Linked DNA regions of Mus musculus: all the other regions are linked to region 2. A link is a contact called in public HiChIP or PLAC-seq and promoter capture Hi-C data. All regions are on one chromosome and are shown on one strand. The core of a region is the stretch at or near the end of the contact, and the rest is flanking DNA. Distances in the headings are between cores, read along the strand shown.

What was found. Promoter capture Hi-C pulls out the DNA fragments that hold promoters and counts their contacts. HiChIP or PLAC-seq counts read pairs in DNA pulled down with a chosen protein or histone mark.
Region 1: an H3K27ac HiChIP or PLAC-seq map of thymic regulatory T cells shows a contact between it and region 2, with 5 times the contacts expected there. The contact joins the promoter of Selenoi here to the promoter of Cenpa in region 2. A contact is called at or near these places in 10 of 39 promoter capture datasets (the C10 cell line, the HPC-7 cell line, cranial neural crest and 6 more), 2 of 15 datasets of contacts at CTCF or cohesin (the NIH/3T3 cell line and large pre-B cells), 11 of 484 Hi-C or Micro-C datasets (CD4 T cells, CD8 T cells, the G1E-ER4 cell line and 7 more), 19 of 115 datasets of contacts at active chromatin or transcription factors (the 230-238 cell line, the SCID.adh cell line, SST interneurons and 12 more) and 3 of 9 other capture datasets (adipose tissue, liver and macrophages).
Region 3: an H3K4me3 HiChIP or PLAC-seq map of the 230-238 cell line shows a contact between it and region 2, with 11 read pairs. The contact joins the enhancer-like site here to the promoter of Cenpa in region 2. A contact is called at or near these places in 14 of 39 promoter capture datasets (the 3T3-L1 cell line, 3T3-L1-derived adipocytes, the C10 cell line and 9 more) and 11 of 115 datasets of contacts at active chromatin or transcription factors (the 230-238 cell line, T-cell acute lymphoblastic leukemia, cardiomyocytes and 6 more).
Region 4: a contact with region 2 is called in a promoter capture Hi-C map of stem cell-derived epiblast-like cells, with 5 times the contacts expected there. The contact joins the promoter of Adgrf3 here to the promoter of Cenpa in region 2. A contact is called at or near these places in 13 of 39 promoter capture datasets (the C10 cell line, the HPC-7 cell line, HPC-7-derived erythroid cells and 9 more), 14 of 115 datasets of contacts at active chromatin or transcription factors (the NIH/3T3 cell line, acute myeloid leukemia, cardiomyocytes and 5 more) and 3 of 9 other capture datasets (embryonic stem cells, macrophages and pancreatic islet).
Region 5: a contact with region 2 is called in an H3K27ac HiChIP or PLAC-seq map of thymic regulatory T cells, with 2.9 times the contacts expected there. The contact joins the promoter of Tcf23 here to the promoter of Cenpa in region 2. A contact is called at or near these places in 6 of 39 promoter capture datasets (embryonic stem cells, erythroid cells, hippocampal neurons and 2 more), 1 of 484 Hi-C or Micro-C datasets (CD8 T cells), 10 of 115 datasets of contacts at active chromatin or transcription factors (the SCID.adh cell line, effector CD8 T cells, embryonic stem cells and 4 more) and 2 of 9 other capture datasets (adipose tissue and liver).
Region 6: a contact with region 2 is called in a promoter capture Hi-C map of pre-B cells. The contact joins the promoter of Cgref1 here to the promoter of Cenpa in region 2. A contact is called at or near these places in 7 of 39 promoter capture datasets (cranial neural crest, erythroid cells, frontonasal cranial neural crest and 4 more), 5 of 115 datasets of contacts at active chromatin or transcription factors (effector CD8 T cells, embryonic stem cells, memory CD8 T cells and 1 more) and 2 of 9 other capture datasets (adipose tissue and liver).

Annotation. Positions count from the first base shown.
Region 1 is chr5:30,230,741-30,234,468 of GRCm38.p6, reverse strand. Selenoi (selenoprotein I) reads right to left here and starts at 1,888. Exons shown (of 10, transcript NM_027652.3): 1 at 1,654-1,888. The coding sequence starts at 1,710.
Region 2 is chr5:30,665,284-30,669,399 of GRCm38.p6, reverse strand. It overlaps Cenpa (centromere protein A), which reads right to left and starts at 2,514. Exons shown (of 5, transcript NM_007681.3): 1 at 2,287-2,514. The coding sequence starts at 2,371.
Region 3 is chr5:30,399,111-30,402,848 of GRCm38.p6, reverse strand. It overlaps Otof (otoferlin), which reads left to right. Exons shown (of 47, transcript NM_001286421.1): 9 at 3,521-3,652. Among named protein-coding and RNA genes, the nearest start is that of Otof, 61 kb to the left of the region's middle. Within about 2 kb of position 1,463, at least 17 of the 459 cell types and tissues checked have an H3K27ac peak or open chromatin away from gene starts, as enhancers often do. A contact at or near this core is called in the 230-238 cell line and pre-B cells, where this site is marked.
Region 4 is chr5:30,204,274-30,208,217 of GRCm38.p6, reverse strand. Adgrf3 (adhesion G protein-coupled receptor F3) reads left to right here and starts at 2,496. Exons shown (of 14, transcript NM_001014394.2): 1 at 2,496-2,602; 2 at 3,817-3,877. The coding sequence starts at 2,513.
Region 5 is chr5:30,966,873-30,970,640 of GRCm38.p6, reverse strand. It overlaps Tcf23 (transcription factor 23), which reads right to left and starts at 1,964. Exons shown (of 3, transcript NM_053085.2): 1 at 1,644-1,964; 2 at 324-566. The coding sequence starts at 1,862.
Region 6 is chr5:30,943,355-30,947,271 of GRCm38.p6, reverse strand. It overlaps Cgref1 (cell growth regulator with EF hand domain 1), which reads left to right and starts at 1,792. Exons shown (of 6, transcript NM_026770.1): 1 at 1,792-1,914. The coding sequence starts at 1,797.

The DNA.
Region 1 (3,728 bases), core at 639-3,138, 430 kb after region 2:
CTGTTTCATTCTTTTAAAATGAATGTGGTATGGCATCCAGCAGAGAGCCTTCTACTAGAATTTAAGGTTATACATTTGTGATTGATTTTGGATCCCGCCTCCAAAAAAAGCCTCACTGTAACTAGAATAACATCAACATTTTAGTGACTGCTGGGACGATTGCAAAACTGACCTTTGTTTTCCAGAACGATAGGAAACCGGTTGTCAAACACAGGAGCTGAGTCAGATAAGGAAGGGACAGCCACAGAAAACCACACCGAGATGTCCGATAAAATAAGACTTTTATCTAGCTGGGACTATAAACCTAGAGAAGACGGTGAGGAAAACTAGGCTCACTGAATAAAGCTGCCACTTTATAAAAACTTGCTCTAAAAGTCAAGACTCATTTTCGAAGAAAATATTTTGGCTGCCAATCTTTGCAGTGCAGCACAGATAACCAAGAGGGTGATGCAAACACACACAGGAGGTATCTGGGTTAACAGCCTTCTGACCCAAGCCACTAAGAAAGCTCTGCAATTTCTTCCTTCCCAGTTACAGTTTTAAGGTAAGTCACCACCTTAATTCAGAATAGTATGGTCCAACACTGCTTCAAAGAAGAATATCCTAGGGCCTTCTAAAGCCCCTGGGTTTTTTTTTTTCTATTTCAGTTAAACAAAATGAAGATTTTTCCCCCCAAAATATTAATTCATTGCACAAATGTTTCCTGGATGACTACTACCCACAGGACTAGCCTCATCATTTGGACATTCTATTCGGCACACACTAATTTCATAAAGGAACAGATTGCCCTCAAGAAAGGCTTACCAAAGATGAAACACCAAACCTCATTATTTCACATTAAGACACCTGGATGGCCAGTAGTTCCCTGGGGGGACTACTAAATCTGTATTTTGCAACCCCAGAATGCTGGAACCACCAGCATTTCTTGGGGGTTCATGCCGTGCCAGACTCTTTTCAACCCTTTCCAATATACTAAGCACAAGAGAAACTCACACTTAGGCTAAAGAGCCTAAAAGAGAGGCTGAGTAGGGTTTCAACGACTCGTCCAAAGCCAAAAGAAGAAACTTGACTTTGGCATCGCGTTTCTATGTACTCCAAAGCCCGCGCGCTCTTTGCACTATACAGTTTCTTCTAGTGCACAACGTCTTAACCTGCAGTGCCAGCGCTACGAGCCTCAGTGAAAGCCCTTTTCCAGGGGTAGGGTGGAGTGCATCTGCATTAAGGCCTGAAAAAGTCACTTCCCTCCCTTAGCATCCGCTAAAAGACCATCCAGATCTCTGAAGTTGTAAGCACTGAGAGGCATGTGAGAAGCTCATTCAAACGACGACCAAAAGAAGGGAACAACACCCTCTCTGGGAAAGGCTGAAAACCCGCCGCAGTGACAATTAATAAGGAAAAGGAGAGAAAGGAATTTCTTCACCCCACTCTCTAAGGAAAAGGCAGTCTCCCGCGGGGTGCCAAGACCGGGCGGCCGGCCTAGGATGCTCCCAAGCTTCCCGACCGCGACCTCCCGCCCCCAGAATCCCCTTCAACAACGCCCGCCGGCGCGCCACGCGGCAGGCGCAAGGTGACACGGACCGCGCCGGCCCCTCGCCGGCCAGGGCGCGGCCCGGGCGCGGGGGAGATGGGCGACCGCCTGCTCGCCTTCTCTACCTTGTACTTGTCAAAGCCCGACAGCTGCTCTGGGCTCACGTATTCGTAGCCAGCCATGACGACCCGAAAACTGAACGCCCACTCCGCAGCGGCAGCGACACTGCGCGACAGGGCAATGAAACAGGAGCAGCACACGGCGTTGTGCAGAGCTAGGAAAGCCTGGGCTGGTAAAGAAGGTAGAGGCGCGCTCCGCCCACCGCGCACGCGTAGCGCACCCAGTGCGCAAGCGCAGCCCCGCGGCTCCCGCGGGTAGGGACACCGCCCCTTACACGGCCCGCCCCCAGCACCGCCTCAATCCAATCGGCACGGGATGGCCATCGCCAAGTCCCGCCCCTCCTACCGTCTTCGTCGCTTCATTTGCCAGAGTCAAAATAGGTGAACTGAAGTAAGAGGAGGAGTGAAAGGTCAACTTCCCAGCAGCCTTTGCTCTTGTCTCTGCTATAGGAACCCCGAGTGATTGTGTGGGATGCTCGCATAATCTTGTGGCCCGGGTGAGTGTGTACGGGGGCGTTCGAGGGGAAGGGCGGAGGCAGGTGTGTGCCACAGCGGGCTGTGAGCGCCTGGAGCTTCGGGATCCTGAAATGATGATGTCGGGCGAACGGGAAACATCGAGTAATCCAAAGGGACTTGAAAATCAGTCCCTTCTGATCCATGATGCTTGTGAACCTTGGACTGCCTCGTCAAATTCCACTGGTTCAGCCGGTGCGAATTCCAATTGCTTAAGTCTCCTCGATTCCCCCATAAAACCATTGATCTCTCAATCTCGACGGGGCCCTGTGTTTACAAGGAGTGATTTTACAACTAGGGCCCAGTGCATTGTAGAAAGAACACGTCACCAGTGGTTAATATGTGTCTAATAATAGGAAATGTTTAATAATTGCTACTTTTTATTGCGTGCCTTACGTGCAGAGAATTTTGCATACATCATCGCCAACCCATTAACTTTGAGATGAGAGGCATTTGCCCCATTTCCCTTAGCACACAGTCCGGAGTTGTGTATTCTCCAGTACCAGCAAGAAATTCAAATTACAATGCCTATCCAGAAGCACTTATTTGGTTGGAAATGGTTAGCCCAATTAGAAATATAGCCCTATTAGAAACAGATTATCAGTGAGTCTAATAGTTCCCTTGTTCCCTGGAATGAGGGCAATTAATTTGAAATCTCCACTTAAGTTCCTTGGAGTCATTCACTTAACAAATTGCTGTCAGGACCTAAGATATGCTAAGCACAGTTTCCGGCTTTTTTGAGACAGGATCCCATACCAGCTCCTAGCTAGCCTGGAACTCACTATTCAGCCCAGACTAACCTCAGATTCATGACAATATTATCAATATCAAGTGTGAGCCACCACACCCACCTCTAAAATGTACAGTTCTTAATGAGATGATGCATATAAAGTGTCCATTAAACCAACATAAAATCTTTGCTATGTAGTTTTTCTAGTCAATATAAATATGACAAAAAGAATCTTGTCATCAATTTTTTTTTAATATGAGCCTTGCACCATTCCATCTGAAATACAAACCATACTTAAAATACTTTAACTACTTGTGGAAAAACATTTAAAAGTGACAGGATAGGGCTGGAGAGATGGCTCAGCCGTTAAGAGTAATGACTGCTCTTCTGGAGATCCTGAGTTCAACTCCCAGAGGTGGCTCACACCCATCTGTAGCTCCAGTTCCAGCGAATCTGATGCCCTCCTGTGGCCTTCAAGGACACTGCATGCACAGGATGCAGGCAAACACACACCCATACGTGTAAAATAAAAAGTAATTTTTTAAAAACTTACACAACTGCAAACTAATAACAGTACATGAGCTACACATTTATTATCCACTTTACATCGGCTCACAACCCCCCTCCCTCCTCTCTTCCCAGTCCCACCCACCCTTACCAGTCCCTTCCCCATTACCACCCTACCAGAGCTGAGTGTGGCTGTGGACCCCTACAATCCCAGCTTTCTGGAGAGCTGAGGTGTAAGAAGAATCACTGTAGCCAATGTTGACTTAAACTCATGATCCTCCTGCCCCAAAGGCAATCTAGGAAATATTTTTTTAAAGAACAATTTTGAATG
Region 2 (4,116 bases), core at 1,265-3,764:
AACACCAGAAGGAAAAGGAGCCAAAACCAAGAATCAAAATAAACTATACTCAAGGAGTTTGAATAGCGAGAGAACTGAATGCCGTGCCGTGTGCGATCCATCGCTGAGAGGCAGAGGTAGGAACCTCCACTGGGCTACATGGAGAGAACTTATTCTCTCCCAGAAAAGAAAGATTTTGAGAAATAGAAGAGGAAGAGAACTCCAAGACTCATGATACACAAACAGGTGTTTATGAAACGGAAGTGATCAGAGATGACCTGGAAAGAACTGCATTCAAACACCCTGAGGCTGGGTCTCAAAGGTCAACGTTAGCAGGTGGGAGCCCGAGAATTTCAAGCAGGACTTACACACTAAAGCTCTCTCCAGTCAGGCCCACAGGCCCTCACCTACAGTTCCAACACCTGGAATACAGAGACAGGGTGTCCTGAGCTCAGGGTTAGCCTGGGACACATGGATGTCACTGTCACACACCTAAAATGGTTTTATTTTATTCTATGTGTATGTGTATCTGTTTTGCCTATGTGCATGTCTGTGTGTGTGCAGTACCTGCAGAGGCCAGAAGGATCCCCTGGAAATGGAGTTACAGATGGCCGTGAGCTGTTATGTAGCAAGAACAACACAAAGTCCCTTACAGCACAAAAGGGAGATATGTCTAAGGGCCCACATAAAAGAAGGGTTGGTTGACTTGGGAAAGGAGGGGGCACCTAGCAAGGCCTGAGGCTGAATGGAGAGGAAGGAGGGGGGAATAAAAAGCACCAAATGGCTGGAAGAACAAGGTCAGCAGACAAGGGCAGTAGGAGAGCCAAGAAGTGGGCGCAGCTGATGTAAAACTTTTCCCTAAGATAAGAGTAATGGAAGGTTGCTTCTACACTGGAAGTCCACATCGAACATCAGCTCTGGTCGAGCGGTACAACCATGACCACATTATTCCCTTAGGGGCTCACCATACCTCAATGAGAAATAGAATGTGGTGGTGCATGCCTTTAATCCAAGCACCAGAGAAGCAGAAGCAGGCATGTAAATCTAATTCTAAGTCCTTCCTTACCCCCCTTTTTATTAACAAGCTGCTGGCATTAAGCTAGGTAGGTTCTGAGATATTCTTTTTTTTTTTTTTTGAGGCAGGGTTTCTCTGTATAGCTCTGGCTGTCCTGGAACTCACTTTGTAGACCAGGCTGGCCTCGAACTCAGAAATCCGCCTGCCTCTGCCTCCCGAGTGCTGGGATTAAAGGCGTGCGCCACCGCGCCCGGCGGTTCTGAGATATTCTAACCCGGCTAGGCTGCTGTTACCAGGCTATATGACCCATTATTTGCCATCTGATCTTGCCCTGGCTCTCTCTGGTCCATGTGGGTCCTCATGGCTGCTCTCTTATCCAGACCTCATGAGTAATCCTTCTTCACCCACATGGTCTCTCCATCTCTTCTTCTCACCTGGTCTCTTCAGGACCCTCTGATTGGGAACAGAAGTCCCACTCTTCTTTCTTCTGCCCAGCCAATTGGTTGATCAGCTCATTAACCAATCAGAGGTGATGGAAAACAGTTTTTACATCACATTGAGGCAGTGTCTGGATTGTAACCAGATCTCAGAAATAGTTCCTGAATACACACTGCATACAACCATCCCCAACACAGGCAGAGATCTGTGAGCTCTAGGCTAGCCTAGTCTACATAGCACGTTTCAGGTCAGCAAGCCAAGGCTACACACCGATACATACCGAGTTCCCGTCTTAAAAAAAAAAGGGTCGGGGAGAGGGTTGGGGATATAGTTCTGTAGTAGAACCCTTGCCTAACATACACGGAGTCCTGGGTTCCATCTCTAGTGCTGCAAATAAATAATAAAGAGTAGGAGTTAGAAAGCTGGTTCAGCTGTTAATAGCCCAGGCTGCTCTTCCAGGGGGGCCGAGTTCTCTTCCTAGCACTCTAAAAAAAAGGGCAGCTCACAACTGTAACTCCGGCCCCGGGGTTCCGACGCTCTCTTCTGGCCGTCGCCAGAGCACGAACACAAAATAAATGCAAAATACATGCAAAGTAAATAAATGCAAAAAAAGACCCCGTGTCCGTCAGAATGAGTTTGTCTTTGCTCCAACTCCTTGTCTTGTCTGCATTTCGTTTTTCTCCCTGCTGTAAACCGGTCAGGAACAAACAAGCAAACAAACAAACAAATAAACAAAAAAACCATTACCCCTACGCGAGGTTAGCGGCAAGCCGTGACCAGGAACCGTCCCTCTACAGGCCCGGCCCCACAGGATGACCGCACCGGCCTCGGAGGTGCAGGGCAGGCTCGCTTACCTACACTGGAGCTCTGTCGCGAGGGTCCAGGCGCCGGGCTGGAGGGTCTCCTCCTTGGGGTCTGCGGTTTGCGACGCGGGCCCATGGCTGGCCTCGAGGGGCCGGGTCCCGCCGCCTTCCCTAAGCCTTCTTGGTCCTGCTGCCGAAACCGAACGCGAGCAAGCCCAAGGTGCGCGTCAGGACCGCCAGAACTCGGTCGCCAGCAGTTCAAAAAATCACCCGCCCCTCCCACCGCATCTTTTAAATCCCAACTTTGTGACTCTCAGTGGCTGGTTCTGGAAAGCCAGCGTGGAGCGACATCCAGATAAACCAATGAGAATAAAGGTCTGAAGCCAATGGGTACTTGAAGACGGGAAGGAAGGCAGGATTTCCCCACCCTTTTCCTGTTGATCTCTTTTTCAGATGCCCTCTGGGCAGGACGGCTCAGTTCTTACGTGGGTGGTGGGTTTGTAGAGCTCACTTCCTCAAAAGTTTTATGCTTTTCTATCAAACGTTGAGGTGGCTTTAAAAATACGGAAACAGATGCCCAAGAATGTGACAGCTCCACACAGCACCCGTGACACTCCTGAAAGCAACCAGCAAATATGATTCAGAAGCCTGGTTAACTGCATGACCTTTTCAGAAGATAGGGTCGTGGGGACAGCCAGGACGGAGGAATCTGAGGACAAGGTCCAGGCAGGGCAGGCGCCAGCACTATTATTGGACCATGCTATCAAACACAATGACAGAATTGCCTGAGAAAAAAACCGGCTTTTCCTTTTCTCCCGGGAGTAATATGAATTCAGGTCATGGCTCCGTAATTAGAATAAAGAGAATTTCGTCATTTTGCTTTTTTGAGTTTTCTAAATGATCTATCATGAACGTGTACTCTAATCAGGAAAATACTTATATAATCAGTGGTTTCATAGAAGCCTGGTGGAACATTGGGGTGGGTGGTGTAAAATGGCACAGCTGCTATGGAAATGTGTCATGGTTCGAATCTGAAATGTCCTCCAAAAGTTTGGTGTCCTCTGTGCAGCAGTGTTCAGAGGTTGGGCCACAGGTGCTCTGACTTCATCTGTGTATTCCTTTAATCCCAGCACTTGGGAAGTAAAAGCAGGTTTGTTATAAGGACAGGGCCAGTAGACCTACATAGTGAGTTCCAGACTAGTCAGAGCTATGAGCAAGATTTTATCTTATTTATTTTATTTTATTTTTGTCTCAAATAAACAAAAGACCAACAACCAACTCGTTCAATCTCCAGTATTTTACCAACAGACATGAAATTTAAACATAGAATTACTATATGATCCAGAAGTCCATATATATATATATGAAGACATCAGGATCCTCAGCAACTGTTAATTAGTCAGATAATATCCGTGTATGAAGTCTGCTCTAGACAGATAGCCCTTTAGTAAACTAGAAGGAGAAAGCTAGATTGAGGACAGACTCTACGATTCATAAGAAACTGATGATACTACCTATATAACTGTAATGGTGTGTGGGTTAAGGCATAAGAGGAGGGTAGTGCTTATTAACGTACGTAGTTTTGCATATTTTGGCTTTTGAACCAATCGGACTGTTGTACTGCAAGTGGGGGTGGGGCACCGGAAGAACGCAGGGCAAAATCCGAAATGAAGATCCACAGCTTGTATCTTCCTTCACCAGGCCGGAAGGGGAAACAGTGGAAGTCTGGGCCAGATGCTGTGATTTGTGGTTTCTTCTTTGGGTACCTGGCTGTCACTGGTGTACTGCCAGGAGTCAGGAATGGGGGTCCAAGATTTTACCCCCCTCCAACATCTGGGCATGCCAGGTGGAGAGGTCGAGGCAGAGCCCAGGATGAGTGAA
Region 3 (3,738 bases), core at 214-2,713, 270 kb after region 2:
CCATAGGTGTGAGTGGGCCTCCCTGTCCCTTCGTCCTTCTAGCTTCCCCTGACGTTCTGATGCACGCATGAAAAGAGGTTCCCCAAAGCAGGTCACAGGGCACCATTATTTGTGGGGTCCTTCAGGACATTTGAGTAGTTCCCCCCACCCCAGCCTTGTTCCTTGCTTTGGAAAAGACTCTTGGGAATTCTAGCCCTTGCCTCAGCAGGAGGGATGGTGAGTTAGCCAGAGGGGCCGCCTGGTCCCAAGGTCCTACCTGTGGCTCCCTTTGCTCTCTGGGTTTCCATCCTGGAAACACGGTGCATGAGATGGAAGTTTCTTTGCAAAATTTCCTGAAATTTTTAATTGACTTTGTAAATTGTTTTCTCAACATTTTGATGACTGGATGGCCCATCCCCTCCTGCCAAAAATAGAAGATGAGTGCATTCTAACGTTTAATTACAAGTGTCACACACATACACCCCTGAAGTAGCAGCTGGGGAAGCCATGGAAGTTTGCCTCCCTTCTACCCCAGTACCACGCTCCTCACCTCTATCTCACACTTCCAGGCTTCCCCTGGGACCACTGTCATCTAGCAAAGCGCATCCCCTCCGATGTTTGTTCTCCCATCTCTTCATTCCTTCCCGCCCTCCCTCTCCTCCTCAGTACACCTCCCACGGCTACTGTGAGCTCCTGGCTGGGTCACTGCAGCCAGCTATGCTCCGTTGCAGAAGATGAGAAGATGAACCCTGAACAGAGGAGGGGGCAAAAGATGGAATGTGTAATGCACACATAAAAACCAACCACCTTCTTGGCATGGGGAATTTACTCTCAGCTGGCACATCTGGCCAAAACAGAGGAGGGGGCAAAAGATGGAATGTGTAATGCACACATAAAAACCAACCACCTTCTTGGCATGGGGAATTTACTCTCAGCTGGCACATCTGGCCAAAACCACACGTGTCTGTTTCCCAGGCCTGAGTTATAGCAAACCTCTTCCTTTTGAGGGGGGGTGGGTGGGTGGGTGGGTGTTAAATGAATTTTTAAACCATTTGCATAAAAAGGTTTATGGATCTGGAGATATAGCTCAGTGGTAAGAGCACGGACTGCTTGCTCTTCCAGAAGACCCAGGTTCAATTCCTAGCACTTACATGGCAGCTCACAACTGTCTGTAACCCATTTCTCAGTGATCTGACACCCTCACACGACACACATGCAGGCAAAACACCGATGCACATAAAATAAAAATAAAATTGTTAAATTGTTAATAATTTGTTAAATTGTTAAATTTGATTGTTAAATTAATTTAAATTGTTTAAAAAGGTTTCTGGAAGTTAGAACTCTATGCACTACTGTGCAAAGAATATTCCAGAAGGACTCCTAGTGTCTCTTCACAGTAAACTTCTCGGCGCTAAGTTAATTAGCCCTGTTTCCTTTTTGGCTCCCTGAAGAAATGGTGACTATTGAGACTCTTTCAAGCGTGGATTCTAAGCATTCCCCGGCCCCCTTGGCCTCTCACATCCCAGAATAGAAGCGGCTGCACACAGAGTTCAAGTGTTCTTCTGCTCACGGCCCCTTCTGTGTTTCTGTGCCTTCTTGGCAGTGGTCTTATTGGTGTTAAGGTTTCTATTTTTCCTAGCATCGTTTCTGATGCGTGGATTTTTCTTGGTCTTCAAGCTATTTATAAGACCTTGAGGAACACAGTAGATGGTAATTTTAGTAAGGATTCTTTCTATCTAAAAGGAGAAAATAATTCTCCTGAGTAAAATCATATTTAGAAGTTGCACTGAAGCATAACAACTGAAGTGCCAGAGACCCAGATGAGTGGCACCACCAGCTGCCCTTACAGCCCAGTTAGCTAGCAGGAAGTGCTGACAGAGCCAGGAGGCTTTGGGTGGAAAATGCAAGTTCAAGCATCCTGTGGAGCAACCTGAAGCATCCACCAACCTTGCCTCCTCAAGAGATGGTCCCTAGGCGGGGTAGCTTCTGTCTAAGAGGCCACCTATGCGCTGTCTCTCATTTCATGGAGTTTTCACCTGTGATGTGCTTTCGGACCTGCACCATCTCGCTTAACCCTCACTGGACAGAGACTCAGCTTGGAGCTGGGGGTGTGCAGCTCACTGAACCCACGGGATCCTCCACATCCATTCCTGCACATCTGTCAGGCTGAGGCTCAGTTCCAAGACCAGCAACCCAAATCTGTACCTGCCTGTATTTTGCCATGGCCACCCTAATGGGGATTAAACCCTCCCCCAAATCCAAGGCAGGAGCTAAAGGCTTGAAATGGAGACTCAGGAAGAATAACAGTTGTCTCAAAATTCACACTCCTTCCTCCCCTTCCCCCTTCTCCCCTTCCTCTCCCCCCTCTCCTCCTCCCTTTCCTGTCTGTCTGTCTGTCTGTCTGTCTGTCTGTCTCTCATTCTCATTCTTATATTTTCAGTTTTATATATACATATAAATACATTTTACATATATGTGTCTTTATATACATCCTTTTGTTACACATATCTTTATATGTATGTGCATATAAAGATATAATGTATCGCTTGTGTATATTATAAGCTAAAATATGTATATACTAATTTTAAACCTATAAGCCAGTAATCATTTATCATAAGATCTTTGAGGAGCAGAGGGTTTATTCTGACATCTCCTGTGCCTGTCCACAGCAGGTGTCCCTAAATATTTATTGATAAGCTAGACAGCTGAAACAGGGCTTCCCAGGGTAGAAGCTAAAGGCTGCAGAATGTCACAGTAGAACTCACACAACATTCTCTATGCAGGCCAGAAGGTTAGACTCTGGCAACTCAAAGAAATTCAACAGAGGGAGAGGGGACTGGAACATGGGAAAGCGCCCAGCTTCCAGAAAGCCAAGGACATCTTAGAGGTTAGCAGCGTAAACAAGAAACCCTGGACAGGACCCAAAGCACGTTCAGGGAGATGGGAGCAGCTTGGCTTGTTTAAGAGGGTAGGGAACGGGTGAGGCAGGCTTCATGGTCCCTTAGCAGAGCCATGGCACTGAGGAGAACTTGGAACCCAAGAATCAACCAGAATTTTTAGGGGTACGTTGTCATCTTGTAAGTTCATGAAGAATCACTCAATCAAGTTTCAAAAAGAAATCATAACTTTTTAGGAATAGTTTACTACTGGCATTACAGCATCCATGGCTGAACGCGCTGCCTGTGGTAGGCTGGGCATGCCTGACCAGCCGGTTTAGGAAAACTGTTGCTGGACCTGTCTTTGGCAACTCTGGCAACTCAGATCAGGGGTCTGGCCTGAGCACCAGGATCTGGTAATGTTTCTCCCTTGGGTGATTTGGTAACACTGGCCTAGGGGTCACCAGCCTCTCACTTTTCTTGGTGCAGATATCCCAGGATCACCTAGGATATCAGAGGCCGTAGTCAACATGGAGCCTGGGGTCTCACTCCAAGCTGGACTGGGTCCTGCAGTTCCTAGCCCTGCTGCCTGCTGCCATGTTCCAGGAAGACTAGACTCTAGGATGGCTGCATTACTCGGTGTATCCCTTCTCTCCCTCCTGCAGGTCAGCATCACAGTGATTGAGGCTCGGCAGCTGGTGGGCTTGAACATGGACCCTGTGGTGTGTGTGGAGGTGGGTGATGACAAGAAATACACGTCAATGAAGGAGTCCACAAACTGCCCTTACTACAACGAGGTCAGTGCCCCCATGACTTAAGGTGGGAAAGGGGCGTCCTGACAGGGGAACAGGAGCAACTAGGAGTTGAGACAACAGAGCCACCA
Region 4 (3,944 bases), core at 1,247-3,746, 460 kb after region 2:
TAAGACATGAAATCAGAAGGGGGCTATTTGTGAGGAAGAAGGTGACCAGCAAGAAGGTGGGGCAGTGGAGGACAGAGATGAATAGAAATAAAATATCAGGGTAAATATGTGTGAAAATACCATGATGAAACTCACGTCTCTGTGTTCATCTCTCTCTCTCTCTCTCTCTCTCTCTCTCACACACACACACACACACACACACACACACACACACAAAACCAAACTTACCTCTCAGAGAAAAAAAAAGACAATTTTCAGATTTCTCTGTGGATCCAAACTGTGACTAGAAAGGCTCCTCCCCCTCCCCGTACATCATCCTCCATGCTAACTGTAAAGTGCAGTCAGACACTTGGCCTCCATACACCCAGCGCCAGGAGTTAATGGTGTCAACTGTCTGCCATGTGTAGTTCAAAGCTTTTACCTTGTTCATCACAGCTCCTCGCCACCTCTCCCACTTTTGTCCCCAGAGCTGATCTCCATTGTGAAGTTACTAATGAGTCGATGGGTATTTCATAGGTTTTAGGTGTCTGGACACACTGCTTCATTTAGTAAGTAACTGAGGGCAGACTTCGATGCGTACTCTAACTAGCATGGACTTTCCACTTATAAATTACAAGTTTCTCAAAAGTTTTCGTTTTTAAAGGTTTTTTCCCTTTATTTTTCATTTTATCCATGTGTGTTGCCTGCATGTATTTGTCTATGCTCCACATGCATGTAGTACCCTGAAGAGGCCAGAAGAGGGCATCAGATCCTCTGGGGCTGGAATTACAGATGCTTGTGAGTTGCCACGTGGGTCCCTGGAGCCTTTGGGGAACAGCCAGTGATCCTGACCACAGAACGATCTCATCTGCCCAAAATGTTTTTTTTTTTTTAATTATGTCAACAGCCTTTAATCGCAGCACCTGGAGACAGAGGCAGGCAAATCTCTGTAAGTCCAAAGCTAGCCTGGTCTGTAAGTTCAAGGCCAGCCTGGTCCATATAGTGAATCCGAGGATAGTAAGGCCCTATCCAAAAAAGAAAAGAGTTTGGCCCTCTGGCTCCCAAGATGCTCTCTTGTACCATGTTCCTGCCACGTGTGAAGACCCCCAAAAGATGCAACCCCTCAAGACCCAAGACAGTAAGCCAAATACATTTCTATTTGTTACAAAACCCTGCCTGCCAGTTGTGGTGGCACACACCTTTAATCCCAGCACTGGGGAGGCAGAGGCAAATGGATCTCTGAGTTTGAGGCCAGTCCAATCTACACAGTGAGTTCTAGGACATTCAGGGCTACACAGAGAAACCTTGTCTTGTAAAACAAATCAAAACAAAAAATTACCCTGAAAGACCCTCGAGGGGAGACCCTCACTCAGACACTCAAGTCCCGGGACAGCCGCGTACCCAAGAAGACACTGAGACCATACATAAAATGTAGAAGGCAAGATTTAATAAGGCAGCAACATGAAAGCACACAGACCAGAGCTCTGGGGTCGAAATAAAGCAGCAACATGGAAGCACACAGAGCTCTGGGGTCGAAACTCATACACCTTAGCACAGGGTAGAGGAGTCTCGACGGTCAGCCAGAATTTTTCACAGGCTTATATAGTAAAACTCAAAGGGGGAGAACTGGGCAGGGAAAGTACAAGTTTACATCACTAGGGAGTTCTGCCAAGGGACAAGGGGTTCTGCCAAAGGATTCTACGTAACTAAGGAGTCATGTCCTATCAAGGAACCTACGTAACTAAGGAGTACCTGGTTCATTTTGAGGTTGTTCCAGGAGGCCTTTATCTCAAAAATGTTTTTGGAACAGTTTTTAGTTGGGAGGGTTCAAACTTTAGGGTGAGGAGTTTTGGGGTGAAAAGTTTAGGAGTGTTCTGGGAACAATCTCTAGATGGGAGGGGGTGGGCTCCGAGGTAAAAAATTCATGTTCTCACAAGAGGCCAGTAATTTTCTATTCTTCAACCCAGCCTGAGGTATTCTGACATACAAATACAGGGGACGGATTCAAGGTGTTTGATGGAACAAGAGCTGGCTTTCTTGTACCATGTGTGTTCCAGGGACCAGTTCAGGCTGTGGAGTTTGGCGGCAAGCTCCTTTACCCTCTGAGGCATCTTGCTGCCCCCTTTATAGTCTTTTCTAACCTTGGTTCAGTTTTGAAGGTCTAGCTTCCTGGAGGCATTCCAAAATGATCCAAGTTTCCTAGGCCCTGGGGACCATGCCTGAACCTGCCTCTGTGACCTGTTGTTTTTTGTGACGTGGTACCTGTGTCCCCTCCGCCTGCCCAGGAGAACCAAGGCACACTCCTCTCACAGAATCATGTGGGGGTCCAGGTGGCCCCAGTGACCTGGAAGCATATCTGCCCGAATCACAGGCTGTGACACTTGCTCTGTCAACTCACCTTGGCTCCCTCTGATCTTTCCTCCCTTCCTTCAGTAATAGCCCTGCCAGCTGGGGCGGGGGGTGGGGGGGGGTGGGGGGAGGAAATTTGCATCCTGGAACAGCCGGAGGGCTTTAGGGACTGCTGCGTTGAGCCATGTCCTCTCTAGCTCTCTCCCAGCTGCTCCTGGCCGTGACTCTTCCCCTGCTGGAGTTGGAGCCAACATTTGTCCCCACAGCCCAATCAGTAAGTACTGGGGTGAGTGAGGACCCTGGGGAGACCTGCAGAGGCCACAGTCAGAGCCACAGGTTGTGAGGAACCACAGGGTGTAGGATGAAAGGTGGAAGGAAGGGACCAGCTTGCCCCCAAGAAGGCAATCTTCCTGCCCAGGGTGAGGGGACACTTCCATAGCTTTACCTGAGTCCCCATGACACCCTACGACACCTGCTGCTCTTTTGGCTACCAACTTACAATGAAATGAGAAGAAAACCTTTGCAGATGTAGAAGCTTATTAGCATAGACGATGGGAAAGAGTCTGAGGAGAAGCGTGGAGCCTAGGCTTGCATTTTATTATCTATTTATCTACAGCTCCTAATCTACTGCAATCCCCAGATCTAAATATCCCTATCTGTAGCTTCCTCTGTGGCATGTCTTATCTATAGCCTATCCTTGCCTGCACCTGTTTGTTTGTTTGTGTTATATCCTCCTAGTTTTCATGTACTTCCTTGTTTTTATTTTCTGTGTGGATCTTCTGTGTTGCCCAGGCTGCTCTTGAACCCTTGCACTTAAGTAAGGGATACTCCTGCCCCATTATCTTAAGTAAGGGATACCCCTGCCCCATTATCTTAAGCACTGGGATTATTGTACAGGCTTGAACCACCATGTCTGGCTTCCTTCTGGTTTTATTATTTATATTTTGGGGTGATTGTTGTTAGTTAGTTTGTTTGTTTTTTAAATAAAGGTTCACTCTGTTGCCCAGGCTGTCCTTGTACTTGCTACAGTCTTCCTGCTTCAGTCTCCTGGGTGCTGAGATTGCAAGTGTGAGCTGCCATCTGGTTTTAGATGCATACACACATGGGATTTTGAGAGGAAAACATGGGTTAATTTGCAGGACCCTGACTCCTTGTTGGAGCTCTGGACCCAGCCATTTCAATTAGCCTAGAGGCCCAGGGACAGGTCAATTCAGGAAGGAGCTAAACAAAGCATGTTGACTTCCAGGGTGTGCCTGGTTCCTGGTTTCAGGTGAGGCTGCTGGCCCTGGCAGGGTCCCTGGAATTGTGCCCCTGTCCCCGTTTCTGAACATCCTTTTCTCCCTCCAGATACTTACATTTGACCTCTGGCCTAAAGAAGAACTTCTAAGAGACCAAGTCACACCAGAGTAGCCAGGCTGCCCCTGAGGGTACCCTGGCAGGAACTTGAGACCAGCCTCTCTCCTCAGAGTCTCCTCTATCTCTTTCCAGGAGCTCAGTCCATATGGAGGGAAATCTGGGCAGCAACTGAACCAGTACAGTGGAGAAGGGGGTGAGTGGAAGGACTGGGGGGCAGGGGTATCAAGAAAGGGGAAAGGAGCCGGGCTTGGTGGTGCACG
Region 5 (3,768 bases), core at 715-3,214, 300 kb before region 2:
ACACCCACCCGGGTCCGCGTGGAAAGCATGTGGCAGTCTTCCGAGTCCACCCGCCAGAGCACTAGAACTCTGGTAGGACAGAGGTTTTCTCCCACTCCCTCTTTCCCCCACACCCACGACCCCGCACTCCTCTCTTCCCCTGACACTAAGAATCTCAGTCTTTCCCTCCTCCCGCAGCAAGCACATTCCCAATGCAGCCGCTCCCAGTCACCATTCCACCCCAAGAGCCAGCCTCGGTCCTCCTTCTGAGAGAACGACAAGAAAATGATCCCGATTCCCATTCTCCCAATGTTCCTGACTGAGTTCCTAGGCCAGTTACCTACCTTTAGCGGGTGCAAGTAACGGAGTCCACGCACGAAGGGAGGCCAGGCAGGGCCAGGCAACTCATGGCCGAGGGTCCGGGTGAGGTGGGCAATGTAGCTTGTGGCCAGCACGAGCACATCCAACTTGGAAAGCTTGGTGTCGGGTGGCACTGCGGGCAGAGCAGCCTGCAGGGCCAGAAAGGCCTGACGAAGCGTCTTCACCCGAGTCCGTTCCCGTGCTGCGTTCTCCGGGCTGGCCTCACTCTGCAGAGAGGACCCATGAGTGCATCCGACCCAGATTCACACCTAATCCTGGCTTCTTGTTATTGTTGCTGTTGTTGGAACAGAGTTTCCTGTAGCCCAGACTAGACCTGAAATCCATGTTTAGCCCAGGATGACCTTGAATTTGGGATCCAACTGCTTCCCCCTTCTAAGTGCTGCGATTGTAGGGACATACCACCATACCTGGTTGACCCTGATTTCCACGGGCCCATTAGTACCATGTCTTCTGCTGGAACTAATGGGCCTCACTGTGTCTAAGCCATGCCTCATAATACAAATGAAGGAGGCCTAGGCTGAGATCAGATGACTAGAAGGTGGCAACACTTGGCTCAGTTTCTTTCTATTATTGCATTATCGTCTATTCCACTCCCATGGGAGTGTGTATCCTGCTTATCAGGGTACCCTGGGTGTCACAGGAAGCATAGAGCCACGCCCTTGCTTAGTAGGGCTGACCCTTGACCTACCTAGATCCTAAGAGTAAGAGATTGCCATGGTAAAGAGGGAAGGACTCTGCACCAAGGATCAAACCCCACAGTCCTGAGCTACAGATTTAGCTAATTTAGAATGCTTGCCTATCATGTGAGAGGCCCAGGGGTTGATTCCCACCCATCACTGTATAAACTGATGTGGTAGCACATACTCTTAGCTCTTGGAATGTAGAGGCAGAAGATCAGAAGTTCCAAGTTCTAAGGTACAGGGAAAGTTTGAGGCCAGCCTGGGCTATGTGAGGCTCTAGCTCAAAAATATATACATATAAGTAAATAAACCAAAACCTCAGTTTAGGTGCCAGGCTGCCTGCCACTGGCGGCTGCTCAGGGACATCAGGCAATGCACACATCTCCTCTGGTCTGAGTTTCGTCAGTAGAAATCAGTTCTATCAACTCTCTGAGCTTTGCTATGATGAAGCTCTGAGCTGTCCTGCACCTCCAGCATGTTACCATGGGCCTGCTCGTGGGCAGATCCATCAACACTGATGGAGCCTCTTCCTTCAGAGGTGGCACATCACTGACTGCCCTCCAAACCCTGCCTTCCCCAGCTCCCTCCTATCAGAGTCCTTACCCTGCCATGAGCTGTTCCCCTAGCTCTGGTCCCTCGAGGGGCAGAGGTGGCTCTGCTCAGTCTGTGATTGCTCCAGCTAGTGTCCTCCCACAGGTCCTGCCTTGTCCTGTTGATGCGACTCCTCTTCCTGTCAGTGCCTAGAAGCCACCGTGCCTTGGCCTTATTATGACCATGCCCTTCTCCTGGCATTGCTGGTGCCTCTGTGGCCTCCTGTGACATGCCGCTATCATGAAGTATGAGGCTGTAGGCCCTAGAGCAGGGACACAGTACCCAAGGGAGCCTTGGGCTCAAGCTCGCCCTGACAGGGTGGCCATCCAGCCAGCAATGTCAGTGTCTGAAGGAGCTGGCGCCAACTCAGTCCTACTTCACTCCTTGCTCTGGGAAAACTGCCCACCCAGCACAGCCCCCGCAAAAAGCCTCCGCCTGCCTCCCATTCCGGCTGAGGGGTGGAGGCACTGCATGCTGGGAGTGGCCAAGCCCATGCTTAGAAGGCAGGAAGATGGGTTAGGAAGAGAGTGCCCTTCCACGCCATGACTGACCCTGACACCTGACAGAGTACGGGGTTCAAGTCCATAGTCTGGGGTTCTGAACCTCCACCCCTTTTGCCAGAGACTGTCCACAAGTATAGCCTTCCTTCCTTCCACTGAAGCACACACAGGGGCGCTACTCTCAACTCCTCAAACATGCTTCCCAATTTCAGCTTCTGTCTTTCCATGCTCTGGTGCCTTCCTCTCACACTTCCAGGAGCAGGATACCATCTTCAGGGCTCTGTGCTTCACTTACCTGGATGTTAACCCCGCCCTCCACCAGCCTGTATCCCTATTTGATTGGCAGGATCATAATCTGACTAGTATCCTAATAGCATGTTCCTAGCTCACTATATGTCCTGCATTGTGGTCTGCATATTATATGAGCATCTTACTTATTCTCCAGAGCAACCATAAAGAAAAGAGATCCTCTGTGTGTGTTTGTGTCTGTGTGTGCAAGTGTGTGGTTGGGTGTTTGGGTGTGTCTGTGTGTCTATGTCTGTGTGTGCATGTGTGTGTTTGGATGTGTATGTGTGTGTCTGTGTGCATGTGTGTGTTTGGATGTGTATGTGTGTGTGTATGTGTTTGTTTCTGTTTCTGTGTGTACATGTGTGTGTTTGGGTGTGGGTGTGATTCTATGTGTGCATGTGTGTGTTTGGATGTGTCTCTGTGTGTGTCTGTTTCTGTGTGTGTATGTGTATGTTTGAGTGTGTGTGTGTCTGTGTGTGCATGTGTGTGTTTGGGTGTGTGTGTGTTTCTGTGTGTGCATGTGTGTGTTTGGATGTGTCTGTGTGTGCATGTGTGTCTGTTTCTGTTTCTGTGTGTGCATGTGTGTGTTTGGATGTGTCTGTGTGTGCATGTGTGTCTGTTTCTGTTTCGGTGTGTGCATGTGTGTGTTTGGGTGTGGGTATACCTGTGTGGCAAGGAGGCAAAAGGTATTCAAGTGTCTTTCTTCAGGGTGCTGTCCACATCATTTTTTTAAAATTTAAAATATAATCACATCACTTCCCATAGACTTTTTTAGACAGTCTCTTGCTGAGAGCTGGGATTGCTGAAAAGCCTAGGCCAGTTGACCAGTAAAGCTCCAGGAAACCTTCTGAAAAACTACTTGTTTCACATGCAGGGAACTGCAACATAGGGAGATGAACTAACTTGACCATTGAGTTTTGTTTTGTCCTGTTTGTGATAACATTGTGCTGTATAGTCTTGTATGGACAGAAACTTGTTGCATAGCCCAGGCTGGCCTTGAACAAGCAGAAGTCCTTTAGCTTCAGCCTTCCAAGTGTTGAGCTTACAGTACAATGTCAAATCCAGCAAATAGGTTAGAGATGCCCGTAAGATGAGGGACAAGTTCTCTTAGCTTTCAGCACAATGTTCTCTGTCTCAGAAAGGCCTTCTTCCAGAAGCATTCATTCAGAGCCTTAGAGAGTTGAATCCGGCCAGGCCTGAGGCTAGATTTACATTACCACAAGGATACTTACTACAAGAGACCTGAGCACACGTGAACCTATCCTTTCTCTACAGGAACTCACCCATCAGGAAAGGAGAAAGTTGTCGCTCACTTTGCCAAGCCTGACAGAATCCGCTGACTTGAAGGA
Region 6 (3,917 bases), core at 543-3,042, 280 kb before region 2:
CTTGGAATATGAAAGAATCCAGGAGCAGGTGTTAACAGGGCTTAGTGCCTGGTCATGGCCTGCTCTTCATGAATGATGCTATTCATGTGTCCTTACATGGTGGGAAGAACAGATGGGCAAGAGAGCGAAAGGAGCAAATGGTCTGCACCCGAACCCCTGATAGATATTGATGGGGACCACATGGACAGATAAACACACAGGCAAATGGAGAGTGGGGAGGGGGACCCAAGGAACACTAGTGCACCCTGAGACCAACTGACCAGACTGGAGGACCAGCGTGGTAAGAAACGGTGGGCACTGAGCCAAGCCAGCCGTGCCCAAAAGTGCCTCGTCCCCCACAAACGAAGGCCAGTCTGAGGGGCTTGTGGCTGTGATGGCTGCTGACTGAAGGTCCCGAGGCATGAAAGTTTTATTTGAAGGGTTTTTTGTTTGTTTGTTTTTGTTTTTGTTTTGTTTTGTTTGTTTTTTTTGAGACAGGGTTTCTCTGTATAGCCCTGGCTGTCCTGGAACTCCCTCTGTAGACCAGGCTGGCCTCGAACTCAGAAATCCACCTGCCTCTGCCTCCCAAGTGCTGGGATTAAAGGCGTACGCCACCACGCCCAGCTTATTTGAAGGTTTTATTTATTTATTATTTATATGAGTACACCGTAGCTGTCTTCTGACACACCAGAAGAGGGCATCAGATCCCATTACAGGTGGTTGTGAGCCACCACATGGTTGCTGGGAATTGAACTCAGGACCTCTGGAAGAGCAGTCAGTGCTCTTAACCATTGACCCATCTCTCTAGCCCCCATGAAGTTATTTAAAAACAAAAAATCTAAGTCCATGGGCCAGTGGGCAAGGAGGTAGCCTAGAGCTCAGGCAGAGGGACTTACTACTGGGATAAAAGTAGGTGTGTGACACTCCGTCTTGATCATAAAGCCGTGGTCCTAGAGCTGCAGCATTTGCACTGGAAAACTTGTTCCTGTGGCTGTGGTCTCGTCTAGCACACAGCCCCATCACCTCTCCCTGCACACACGCCTCTCCCCGTACATGAAGCCTCCTCTTCTTACTGCTTATGCTCCCCGGGACCTGATCCCTTCCCTGGAATCTCAGCTCCATCAACTTGAGAGGACTTTGTTCCCATGTCGTGATACCTATAACCTGCTCGATACTGTCACATTCTTAGATAATCGGCCAGGTATGGGCCACACTGCTCTTTCCAGTTGAAGGCCACAATCACACATACTAACAGTAAGTCATTCTTTTTAGTCACTAACGAGTTTCTCAGATAAAGCCAGTGACACCCACACAGCATAATCAAAGGCACTTTTTAATGAGCACCAGCCTCACATCTGTCTAGTTTTAATTATTTCTGTCTCTCTCATACCACACCCCTGCCTCATCAATACATGTCTATGTGTCTAATACACACATGCACATCAGACTCACCATTCTGTGACTCTGTATACACAGAACCGACTCACTACTCTGTTTCTTGAATACATGCCTCATATAGATGTTTCACCAGCCGCCCACACTCACAAATCCTTCCCAGCCTGTCATACGCACATACATACTCAGCCACACCAGCTCGTCACACTCAAAATCACAAACCAGTCTGCCTCCATCTGAGTCACAGTGACACACACTGAGGACTCCATCCATCTTCTCTCAGATCCACATGGAACAAGGCCAGGTGGAGGCGCTGCGGGACAGGTCTGCCCAAGGAGGGGCGGTGGCCCTCCCGTGGCTGTCGCTCGCTCCGGACTCTGCCCGGGCCTGGGCGGCGGCTGCAGCCGGGAGGGCGACGTGGAATGGCCACGTGGAGCCGCCCGGGGGAGGGCCGGCTGCGGGCAGCCGGGCGAGAGCGGCGCGGTGCCTATAGAGTTCACGAAGCCGGAGCCCCAGTCGCGCACAGCGCCGCCGCAGCAGGTGGGTCAGACTCCGGCATGGGCCAGGGCTTAGTGGGCGGCGGGGGCACCGGGTACCTTGGGGGTAAGGGTGGAGACCTTCTACTGGCGGTTAGGATGCAGAGAGCACAGTCCTCCTCATCCCCTGAGGCTTGGACTGGGCTGTGGAGGTGGCCCTGGCCTCCTAGGACCGACCACTAGGGTCATCCCTGAGATGCAGATAGAGGAAAGGTGGAAAGCTTCCGAGGCCCCTGGGTTTGATGATAGGTCCAAGAGTCCTCCTGGCCGGCAGCGGTGTTCTAGTAGCTAGCCAGGGTTCCACCTCATTCAGTAGATGTAGATGATTGAAGGACACTGTCCGTCGTCATCCAGCTGTAGGTGGCTGGTCTCAGGCTAGCTCAGATGTGTGCCCCTTTGACTGTATAGCTGCGGTCATTTAAGCCTCCCCCTCCCTCGACCGGGACACTAAGGGCTAAATCAAGGGAGATGACTCGATTCAATAACTTTTCCACTTACTTAGAAATGGAATGGATGCCCTTCATGGTACCAGCTCCTGTCCTGAAAAGATTCAGGAGGGGCGTTATGGCTATTCGTCAGGGATGCTGGGAAAGAAATGTCTCTGAAATGAGAAGCCGTTTGACATAAGCCTCCAAAGACCCCTGCAACATCGTGAAGCATCTGCTGGCCCTAGATTAACCTAGATTATCTCACTGTACCATCCCTAAGACCCTAGGAAACCTCGTTATCTTAAAAATGAAGACCCTAGGGCCAAGGGAGGTTAAGACACCTGCCAAGACCACATAACAGTGCAGAGTCAGAGGCTGACCAATGGTCCAACCTCAAGGCCAAAGTCTCCTCCTGTGAGCTAGGGCAAAGGCTTAAAGAAATTGAAGGCAGAAGGTCATTGTGGAAGAGTGTGTGTGTGTGTGGTGTGTGTGTGTGTGTGTGTGTCTGACTCGAATAACTTCGCTGAGCTATATGACAACTGTTAACGAGCAGGTACAGAAGTTTTCAGGTATTTATTACGGTAGTTATGTTTATGCATGTTATAATTATGGAAAATGGCTAGGACCATTTTTATTTTATTAGCAGTTGTTCAATGGCCATGCTATTTCTGTTACAAAAGCTCTTACAAGTGCTTAACTTGATGTGAGTATGGGTAAGTCATATTACACACATCCCGTGGAAGTTTGGCTTAAACAATGGCAAGAAGCATCGAGAAAACTAAATTAGACTCCAAGTGCCCATGCAGTGCCTTTAATTTTTGAGGTAATTAATTAAATAAATAAAATTCAGACTGCAACTGAATGCTAAGGTTATCAGGAAGGTCCATCCTGAAGGTGAAACGGGTTTGGAAAAAAACAAACAAACAAACAAAAAAACAAAAAACAACAAAAACAAAAAAACAAAAAACAAACCCTGAGACTATTAAGTAAGAAAACCTAGTGAGCTGCCATTGGAAGCAGTGCTGGAGCACTGGAGGGTGAGACAGAGATGACACCATACCTGAACGCATGGGTGAGGACATGGGTGTGTGACGGTGAGAAAAACAAAGAGCCACCAAATGTCTTGGAGTTGCTGGGCGTGGTGGTGCATCCCTGTAATTCTAGTACTTGGGTCATGAGTTCAGGGTTATCCTCAGCTACATGATAAGTTGGAGGCCAGCCTGGGATACATGAGACCCTGTGAGATTTTTAATTAATTAATTAATTAATCCAATAATTAGTTGAGACAGGGTCTCTCTAGTCCTCAGTGTTCTGGAACTTGTTTTGTAGGCTAGGCTGGCCTGGAACTCAAGAGATCCACCTGTTTCTGCCATCCAAGTATTGGGAATAAAGGCATGTGTTTACTGTTTTTATTTTGAGTGTGTGTGTGTGTGTGTGTGTGTGTGTGTGTGTGTGTGTGGCCTGCATGTATGTCTGTGTATCACTTGTATACAGTGCCCTCAAAAGGACATAGGAGGACAGAAGAGGGCCTCCGGTCCTCTGGAACTGGAGTTACAGATGGAGGTTAGCTAACATATGG